Linked DNA regions of Mus musculus: region 2 is linked to region 1. A link is a contact called in public Micro-C data. All regions are on one chromosome and are shown on one strand. The core of a region is the stretch at or near the end of the contact, and the rest is flanking DNA. Distances in the headings are between cores, read along the strand shown.

Region 1 (5,226 bases), core at 1,869-4,368:
CAGGGGGCTATTTATTGATTGATAACCAGGAGGCAGAATGTCGACAGTTTGGAGTACAAAAGTAGGTTCAAGTTCAAGTGTCTGTCTTAACTAGTTATAAAATTTTGTTTTAAAATTTACAAGTAAATTTGCATTAAAATATTTTTAAATACCAAATAATAAAAAGTAACATGGTAGCACATGCCTTTGATCCCAGCATTTGAGAAGCAGAGGCAGGTTGATTGGTCTCTTTGAGTTTGAGGCTAGCCTGGTCTACCTAATGAGTCCAGGCCAGCCAGAGCTACATGGTGAAACTCCATCTCAAAACAAACAAACAAACAAACAAACAACAAGATGTGAGCATGACATACACACTCCTCTTGTTTCCCACTACAGTGTCCTGGATCTTGTTCCATCCACTAACCATGGGTCTGCCTGATCCTCTCTAATGGCTACATGGTATTTGCTACCATCCCTCCTTCATGGTGGCTGTATCTACTCTCTAAACAATGTTGTAATTACTGCTATTAATTATACATCTTTTGAAATAGCATATCTGCACGATCACAAATCTAGACAGGAAGTTACTAGGGCAAAAACATGCGTATCACAATTCTGAATGGACAGTCAGTCTGCTTGTTCAGCTTCAGACAAGGCAGTGAGGGACAGATAGTGAGGAGCTTTCCCACAGACGATATCCTCCAACACACTCAGGAGCCTGTGCCTGTCTGCTTTTACCACATATTTGGAACACAGTAGATGTGAAAATGGGGTGAGGGTGACCATTCAGGTCTTGTTGCCCAGGCCTGATGGCTACATGTTCCTTAGCACATCTAAAGTCACAGTAGAACTTTTACCTATGCCTGGAGGGTGAGACCAGCTAGTCAGACTTCCCGTCCTACTGTTGTAGTGGCCCCGAGGCTTCTGAGACAGGCTTACCACACAGTGCTAGCTAGCCCTGTTGTCTGGACAACAAGCACAAGCAACCTGGGAAAAGCTTTTCGGCAGGGGTTGGGGGCAGGACAAAAGTCATCTGGATGGGGCAGCCTCAGAACTGGCAGTTTGATCACTAATCAGGATCCATGGCTGAGCAATGAAAGCTGTATGTGGGTTTCCTTGTTATTAACAAGGTTCTGATGACACACTCAGTCTACAGGCTTTGCCTCTAAGGCCCCTACTTTTCCTTGTAGAAAGGAGGCACGATTCCCTGTCCTCCCTCCAGGATTCTGTCCCAGGCGTCATGATGTAAGACAAAATTGAGGCACCAAAATTTAAGAGCCTACGAAAAAATTCAAGATAACTTTGAATCTCAAATCAAATGCTTTAAAGTTTTTTTTTTAATTATGTGTGTTCCTAGATGAGGTGATGCACACCTTTGATCCTGGTACATAGGAGGAAGAGGCAGGCAAATCTATATGAATTTAAGGCTAGTCTGGTCTATAAAGTGAGTTCTATAGATACAGTGAGATCCTGTCTCAGAGAGAGAAAGAGAGAGAGAGAGAGAGAGAGAGAGAGAGAGAGAGAGAGAGAGAGAGAATGTGTGTTCCTGTGCAGACCAGGGAGGGTACAATTCTTTGGAGCTGGAGTTAGTTATAGGTGATTGTGAGCTGCCTGCTGGGAGCTGAACCCTAGTGCTCAGGAAGAGCAGTGAAGGGTCTTAGCAATTCTCTCTCTAGACCCACCATAAATAATTTTTCCTTCTTGGAAATATTACAAGTTTTATTCTCCATTCACTGGATTGTGGCTCATCCAGAAATCAAGAATACAATGATCAGTCAGAATAAAAGATCTCACAAAAGAGATGACGTGTGCACACACCCATCAGTTGCCAGGCAGGCCAGCAGTTCACCTCTACCTCTGAAGGGCTCCAAAGCCACTGCCCTTCCCTAACAAGAGAAAAGAGGAGGAGGCTGGGGGTGAGGGCACTGAATCAGCCATGTCTTTATTACAAGATTGTGAGGTGACAGATTTGCTGATAGGTGGACAGATATACAGTAAATTCATAAGTCAATAAAGTAAATAGAAATTCCCAGGATAAACACTTCACTAGTCTTCCACAACTCAGAACTAATGCAAAAGGTCCACAATGAACCCAATAGAAAATGCTTAAATAAAAACACAATCCAGCTATGCGGCTTCCCAAAGCTGTCTTACTAATAATGGCTTTTATTTCCATACAATATAATTTATAAAAACATCTGGAAGGCTGGCCCGGTGGTTAAGAGCACTGGCTGCTCTTTCAGAGGACCAGGGCTGCCAGCATATACACAACTCCTCACAAACTTCCCACAAATCTCCAGTTCCAGAGGATTGACACTCTCTTCTGACCGCCAGAGGGATGGCATGCGCATATGCATACACACACTCATACACAAAGTAAAATAAATCCTTTTTTAAAGTCGTCTGTTCACTCACCCAATGCACCCAGTGAAATATGTTTTGGGATTTTTTTGTTTCATTTTTATTTAAAATTGTAATAAAATGTGTACAATATACGTTTCAGAAATAAATATTCAGCATTTAGATGCGCATTCACACGGTGGGACGACGTAAGTTTTTAAACATTAAATATAACTATATATAATATTTAATTATATAATATATAATATTTAATTATTTAAATATATAATAGATACTATATAATAATTATATATAATTATATGTGATTAAATATTAAATATAATTAATTTCCAAATATTAAATATATTGTGGCTGAGTTTATATATTTCATACCCCCCAACCCCTGGGACTAGACCAGACCTCCGCCCTAGTGACTCTTGTCCTTGGCACCTCTTGAAACTGCCGAATTGAATACAGTAAGTTTCCCCCTTGAAGATGCGGTTCCTTGAAGATGTAGAAGTTGCGTGCCCGCCGAGGAGGTGGTCCTGACAGTCACCTTCAATGCGCTGGCATCCACCAGCAGCCGGGCACACCTGGTGGGCACGCCCTCTACCTGCCCAGGGCTACCTGGCGGGCCGCGCTCAGCGTCTTGCTCTCGGGGCTCGGGTCCCTGCGGGCCAATGGGGAGGCGGCTCCGGGCAGCAGCCGCGTCCCACCGAGTGGCCAATGGGAGCAGGGCATGCAAATGAGCAGGTGCGGTGGCGGCCGGCCCGTTGCGGCTGCCCCGGCTCCCGAGATGTTAGAGGCGCGCTGGGCAGCCGCGGAGCAGACTGCCGGGCTCCGAGATCCGAGCTCCGCTCTCCCGCCATGGCCCCCGCTCCGCCCCCCGCCGCCTCTTTCACGCCCGCCGAGGTCCAGCGGCGCCTGGCGGCCGGTGCCTGCTGGGTCCGCCGCGGGGCCAGCCTCTACGACCTCACCAGCTTCGTGCGGCATCATCCGGGGGGCGAGCAGCTGCTGCTGGCGCGGGCTGGCCAGGACATCAGTGCCGACCTGGATGGGCCACCTCACAGACACTCCGACAACGCCCGCCGCTGGCTGGAGCAGTACTATGTGGGCGAACTGCGAGCGGACCCGCAGGTACCAGGCGGCCCGGGGCACTCCCCGCTCCCTGCCTCACACCCCTCCCCCAGTCCGCCACTTTAGAGAGCTCAGATCACCTGCCCTCTAGGAGAACGCAAGGTGACAGCCTCCACCCTCACTTCCCTCCGTTTTCCCAGTTTCTCTCCAGGTAACCGGTCACTGACACCCCCTCTCCCATCCCCCTATTTCCCGTTCCTATCACCAGGAGCTTGGTGTTCCCGCTACCCCCCTGACCCGGCTGCATCCTCCTTCCAACATGTCCCTTCTGCAGCCCCCCTACCGCCTGACAACTTCGACTCCTGTTTCTGCCTCCAGCCACTACCTCCCACCCCACCCCCTTTCTCTCTTCTCTTCCTTTTCCTTTATCAGCCTTTCTGGTTTCCTTTCTTGTTTCAGTAGTGGGTCCCTAGGCTCACCTGGCCTCAGTTTCTCCATCCCACCACTCTCTTGGTTCAAGGAGACACAAATCCAAAACTCTGCTCTGCCCCCTTCAGGGGCTCCTGTGGGTGAGTGAGTGAGGGGCCCGAACAGCGTTTTATTGATTCTATCCTCCAGCCCCCGGTTTTATTTCCGTCCTAAACAGTGTTGTGGGTTTGAAAGAGTGAAATAAAATACACGAACCAGCTTGCTAAGGAGAAGTCGATATTTCTAACCCAGACTATGCTAAACTCTCGGTACTGCTGTGTGGTACAGACTCATCTTGGATTTTTACCTTCAACCCATCCTGGGTGTTATTCTCATTTCAGGATGTGGAAACAAGGGTTCAGTGAAGTTCTATAAATGTCTGAGGTCAAACAACTAGGTAGTACAAAAATCAAGTGTTTCTTATTCAAGAATCAAAGTCGTCTCCATCTGGAGGGTTGGGAGACAGAGCTCTTGGTAGACTCAGGTGGAGCCAAGCTAACTCCTTATTCTCAAGCCTGATAGCAGGACTGGTGACAGCAAGGCCATCGTGATTAGGTTAAAGCAACGGTTGGTCCTTGTTGCTCGCGATCTTTCAAGTGCTTTTAGATCTTTAGATGAAAGGACATGCTGTCCACTGTTCCAAGAGACACCTCTTATCCATCTTGCCTAATTCTTATCTCTTAGTCACTTACTTGGTTCTTAAACGGATTGACGACACTGTGCTGGGCACCAACAGCCATTGAACAGAAATGGTTACCATTTTCATGGAGTGAACAAGTTCATAAGGAACCTTACTATGGACTCGGTCATTGTTTAATTACATTTATTAATATTTATAATATTTGCATACTGGGTCTGGAGCAGGTTCAGTAAGAGCTACCTTGAAGAAAGTGACATTTTCACCAAGAGCTAATTGAAGACAGAGCTTAGCCAAAAGTGGTAAGAAGAACATTCCAGACAGAGGAATAGCATGTATTAAAAAACAAACAAACAAACAAACAAACAAACTGTGGCACAGTCAAGAGACAGCAATGGAACCAAGGTGACCAAGGGCTGGCAGGTCAAGGGAAGAAAGAGGTGGGAGCTAGAAGTTATTGGGGCTTGATCAAAGGGCCTCAAAGGCTGTGGTTGGGGGTTTGGGGGCTTGACTTGCAAGGCTAAAGGACTTAAGCTGAAGAGTGGTGCGGAAAGATTTGCATCTTCGGAAGAGTAGCCTTGCTCCAGTGACAAGGAGCGGAGGGAACTCCAGTGGATGTAAGGAGTTCCAGAGAAAAGGCATAGTTTAACCACCATGACCAGAAGGGAAAGGAGATTTCATAATAGAAGATTTGACAGATTTCATAAACTGTCCAGACTTGGCAT
Region 2 (5,226 bases), core at 719-3,218, 42 kb before region 1:
CACTAGGGAGGCAGAGCAGGCAGATCTCTGTGATCAGCCTGGTTGACATCGAGAGTTCCAAGACAGCCAGGGCTACACAGAGGAGATTTGTTTCAAAACAACAAAAGCTGCGGTAGCTGAACCCAGGTGCGGTGGTACATGTCTATAATCCCAGCACTCCGGAAGCAGAGGCAGGAGGATCAGTTAAGGTCATCCTCGGCTGTATATCCAGTTCAAAGTAGATTTAGACACATGAGGAAAATCTTGGCTTTCAATGACTAGCAGTGACTTGGTTAATTCTATATTTCTACAGTGAAAACCACTAGTAGTAGAGCCAAGTTATGAGGATCCTGCTCTCAGTTGGCAGCAGGGAAAGTAATACACAATAGGAGCCTTGCTCACGATGTGTGTCTAGGGAAGGAGAGAGCCAGCCTGTGTCATGCTCAGGAGCTGCTATGTCCTCAGAAGGCAGAAAACACAAAACAAACGAAAGCTCCATTCCCCCCGACTAATAAGATGAGAAGAACTTTCTTGTTCATGGGGAATCTATAGAAAGAAGTAATAAAAAGAAATGTAAATATAATATGGATGGAGCAGGCTCTATTTAAGAATAAATATGTATATGCATATCCATACATGCAAGCAATATCAGTCAGTGTGGAAAGGGCCATGGATTTGAAGGAGACGGAGAAAGGCAGTCATCTCCATTAAATCTGAAGTGTTCCCTGCTACCTTCCCCTATTTTTACCCTTTCCTGTCAATGTTTTAAAAAGTATGCCACCCACAATGACCTTGTGTCTTTGTTGTTTTAGGGAGTTACAGGGGACCAGAGGTCAGGACCGTACCAAGGAGTCACCAAGAGAAAAGAGCAAATGTAGGTGCTAATTCTGAATGCAGGCCAAGCATGGTTGGCAAGGGAGTGCCACTTTGGGCTAGCTGGGTAAATCCTGAGGTGCTGAAGAAAGCTGGCACAAGGTCAGGCGTGGCGCTGCTTGTCTGTGATGTTAGCACTTGAGAGGCTGAGGCAAGAGGGCCAATGTGAGTTCAAAGTCACCCAAGGTTGTGGGGAGCTGGTGTGGCGGCAGTCCCAAAGGCGCCAGGGACTGCAGCTAAGTCATATGACTTGCACCTGACTTCCTCATATAAGACACAAACATCTTGAGTGCTGCGCAGGTGTACCAGGATACAGGTGAATCCAATTTGGTGGAGATTTGCCCCTGCTGCCCTGATTAGCTGAAGCCTTGTGACTGGCAAGGGGGCGTGGCCTGCAGTATGTGGATGAGAGAGAGTATAAAAGGAGTGAGAGGCCCAGGGTTCGGGGGAGATATAAACAAGAAGAATCAGGACTGAATAAACTGCTGTTAGAAGGACTGGTGGTCGCGTCATTCTTGCTGGTCGAGAGCGGGCGCGACACAAGGTTACACAGCAAGCCCTTGTTTCTGAAAGAATTAAAGAGACTGGCATGAATTTCTGTACCTTCATGACTTCATAAATAAAGGATTCATTTTTACATTGAGTCTATCACCTTCAATATATGTAAACAAATGTATTCTTTTCTTTCCATGTTGTCAAGAACATATAGTGTTGGACAGATGGATTAGCTGTTAGGAATCCTAGTTCACAGTTGTGTGGATTGGAATTCAGATCCTACATCCCTGTAAGTTCCTGTAACCCCAGTTCTGAGGGGGCGGGAGACAAGAGGATCACAGGGGATTGCTGGTTTCCAGCTCAATTGAAATTCAGACTCCAGCCCCAGGTTCAAGGAGAGAGCCCCATCTCAAAAGAATTAATGGAGAATGTCTGGAGAGGGCGGCAGCATCCTCCTCTGGCCTCCACGAGCTTATATCCACCCGCGCACAAGCACACACATGCAAATAAGAGAAGTTATCCCCTTCACGTAAAGCATTTTAATGTCTTCTCTTCAGCACGTTCAAATGATCAGCACCGTTTCGCTTGTGCTTTGGGGACAGGAAATACAATGAGGGTTACGCCTTGACAGATGTCTGAAACCTGAGACACTTCCTGAGTGAGTAACAGATAGTGGGTATTCACAGTGGGTACACTGGACCAAGGCATGATTCATGTTCCAAGCAAGATGGAACAGGACGGCATGAGACTGGGGCTACTCAGAAGGGCACTCGGTTTAAAATTTGTGTTAGTTTTCTGTCTCTAGGACAAATCACTGGATAGATGGTTTCAAAGAGAAATGGTTTAGCTTGATTTATGCTTTCAGAGTGTTCAGTCCCATAGTTTCTACCATTTCCCAAGGATGTCATTAAATTATAATCCCTTTGATGAGTTAATCCATCCATGAGTCCAGAGCCCCATGATTTAGATGATTCAGTCACCTTACAAAATCCTGACCTTTGACTCCTGCTGTGCCAGGGACCAAGCTTTCAACACACAAGTCCTTATGAGCCGTTCCAAATCCAAAGTCTAAGATGGATGACTTATTTCAGGATAAATCTAACCAAGGTTGACTTTGGGTCACTGAATCTCTAGAACAGCAAACCAGTGACAACCCTGTTCCATAGCCCAACTCAGGAGGTTCTGGCCCAGTTCCTCTGAGCATAGATAGATACCACCTGGCCAGGCCTGGGCCAACTCTGACCTTAAAAACCTAAAAGTGTTCTTTGTGTCACCTGTCAAAACCGAGGTCTTGAAAAGAAGTCCAGGGCTAGCAAGATGGCTCAGCAGGTAAGAGCACTGACTGCTCTTCTGAAAGTCCTGAGTTCAAATCCCAGCAACCACATGGTGGCTCACAACCATATGTAAGGAGATCCGACGTCCTCTTTTGGCGCATCTGAAGATAACTACAGTGTACTTATGTATAATAGTAAATAAATCTTTGGGCAAGGAGAGAGCAGGGACTGAGCGAGTAGAGTTGATTGGAGCAAGTGGGGTTAACCAGAGCAAGCAGAGGTCCTAAAAATTCAATTCCTAACAACCACATGAAGGCTCACAACCATCTGTACAGCCACAGTGTACTCATATACATAAAGTAAATAAATAAATCTTTAAAAACAAAAAGAAAAGAAAAGAAGTTCAGAGCTAGCTGGGTATCTCAGTGGTTAAAGGCACGTTCCATGAAAACCTGACAACCTGAGTTGGATCCCTGGGTTCCCTGATAGGATGAGAAAACCTCTTTGGACCTCTGCAAGCTCAATATGGTACATGTCACTCCCCTAATATTAAATGTGTATTGGCTGGTTTTGTGTCAACTTGACACAAGCTGGAGTTATCACAGAGAAAGGAGCTTCAGTTGAGGAAATGCCTCCATGAAATCCAGCTGTCGGGCATTTTCTCAATTAGTGATCAAGGTGGGAGGGCCCCTTGTGGGTGGTGCCATCCCTGGGCTGGTAGTCTTAGGTTCTATAAGAAAGCAAGCTAAGCATGGTACTGATACAGTGACAGACAGGTAGATCAATGGAATAAAATTGAAGACCCAGAAATGAATCCACACAGCTATGATCACTTAATCTTTGACAAGGGAGCTAAAACCATCCAGTGGAAAAAAAGACAGCATTTTCAACAAATGGTGCTGGCACAACTGGCGGTTATCATGTAGAAGAATGCGAATTGATCTATTCTTATCTCCTTGTACAAAGCTCAAGTCTAAGTGGATCAAAGACCTCCACATAAGACCAGAGACACTGAAATTAATAGAGGAGAAAGTAGGGAAAAGCCTCGAAGATATGGGCACAGGGGAAAAATTCCTAAACAGAACAGCAATGGCTTGCGCGGTAAGATCAAAAATTGACAAATGGGACCTCATAAAATTGCAAAGCTTCTGTAAGGCAAAAGACACTGTCAATAAGACAAAAAGGCCAACAACAGATTGGGAAAGGATTTTTACCAATCCTAAATCTGATAGGGAACTAATATCCAATATATACAAAGAGCTCAAGAAGCTGGACTCCAGAAATTCAAATAACCTCATTAAAAATGGGGCACAGAGCTAAACAAAGAATTCTCAACTGAGGGATATTGAATGGCTGAGAAGCACCTGAAAAAATGTTCAACATCCTTAGTCATCAGGGAAATGCAAATCAAAACAACCCTGAAATCCCACCTCACACCAGTCAGAATGGCTAAGATCAAAAATTCAGGTGACAACAGATGCTGGCGAGGATGTGGAAAAAGAGGAACACTCCTCCACTGCTGGTGGGATTGCAAGCTTGTACAACCACTCTGGAAATCAGTCTGGAGGTTCCTCAGAAAATTGGACATAGTACTATCAGAAGATCCAGCAATACCTCTCTTGGGCATATACCCAGAAGAAGTTCCAACTGGTAATAAGAACACCTGCTCCACTATGTTCATAGCAGCCTTATTTATAATAGCCAGAAGCTGGAAAGAACCCAGATGTCCCTCAACAGAAGAATGGATACAGAAAATGTGGTACATTTACACAATGGAGTACTACTCAGCAATTAAAAACAATGGATTTATGAAATTCTTGGACAAATGGATGTATCTGGAGGATATCATCCTTAGTGAGGTAACCCAATCACAAAAGAAGTCATTAGATATGCACTCACTGATAAGTGGATATTAGCCCAGAAACATAGAATACCCAAGATACAATTTGCAAAACACAAGAAAATCAAGAAGAGGGAGACCAATGGGTGGGTACATCATTCCTCCTTAGAATAGGGAACAAAATATCCATGGAAGGACTTACAGAGACAAAGTTTGGAGCTAAGATGAAAGGATGAGCCATCCAGAGACTACCCCACCTGGGGCTCCATCCCATAATCAGCCACCAAACCCAGACACTATTGCACAATGCCAGAAAGATTTTGAAGGGACCCTGTTATAGCTGTCTCATATGAGGCTATGCCAGTGCCTAGCAAATACAGAAGTGGACGCTCACAGTCATCTATAAGATAGAACACAGGGCCCCCAATGGAGAAGCTAGAGAAAGCACCCAAGGAGCTGAAGGGGTCTGCAACCCTATAGGTGTAACAACAATATGAACTAACCAGTACCCCCAGAGCTCGTATCTCTAGCTGCGTATGTAGCAGAAGATGGCCTAGTCGGCCATTACTGGGAAGAGAGGCCCCTTGGTATTGCAAACTTTACATGCCCCAGTACAGGGGAATGCCAGGGCCAAGAAGTGGGAGTGAGTGGGTAGGGGAGCAGGGCGGAGGGAGGGTATAGGGAACTTTTGGAATAGCATTTGAAATGTATATAAAGAAAATATTTAAAAAAAAAAAAAAGCAAGCTGAGCAAGCCAGGGGAAGC

Evidence for each region. A called contact is a pair of places that touch in the nucleus more often than the background predicts.
Region 2: a Micro-C map of the HL-1 cell line shows a contact between it and region 1, with 2.6 times the contacts expected there. The contact joins the enhancer-like site here to the promoter of Fa2h in region 1. A contact is called at or near these places in 6 of 39 promoter capture datasets (the 3T3-L1 cell line, 3T3-L1-derived adipocytes, frontonasal cranial neural crest and 3 more), 2 of 15 datasets of contacts at CTCF or cohesin (CD8 T cells and the NIH/3T3 cell line), 15 of 484 Hi-C or Micro-C datasets (CD8 T cells, the HL-1 cell line, the HPC-5 cell line and 11 more), 5 of 115 datasets of contacts at active chromatin or transcription factors (effector CD8 T cells, embryonic fibroblasts, embryonic stem cells and 1 more) and 2 of 9 other capture datasets (adipose tissue and pancreatic islet).

What each region holds. Positions count from the first base shown.
Region 1 is chr8:111,391,713-111,396,938 of GRCm38.p6, reverse strand. It overlaps Fa2h (fatty acid 2-hydroxylase), which reads left to right and starts at 3,118. Exons shown (of 7, transcript NM_178086.3): 1 at 3,118-3,456. The coding sequence starts at 3,187.
Region 2 is chr8:111,432,398-111,437,623 of GRCm38.p6, reverse strand. No RefSeq gene overlaps it. Among named protein-coding and RNA genes, the nearest start is that of Gm24793, 16 kb to the right of the region's middle. Within about 2 kb of position 1,968, at least 50 of the 459 cell types and tissues checked have an H3K27ac peak or open chromatin away from gene starts, as enhancers often do. A contact at or near this core is called in CD8 T cells, the HL-1 cell line, Th2 cells and 3 more, where this site is marked.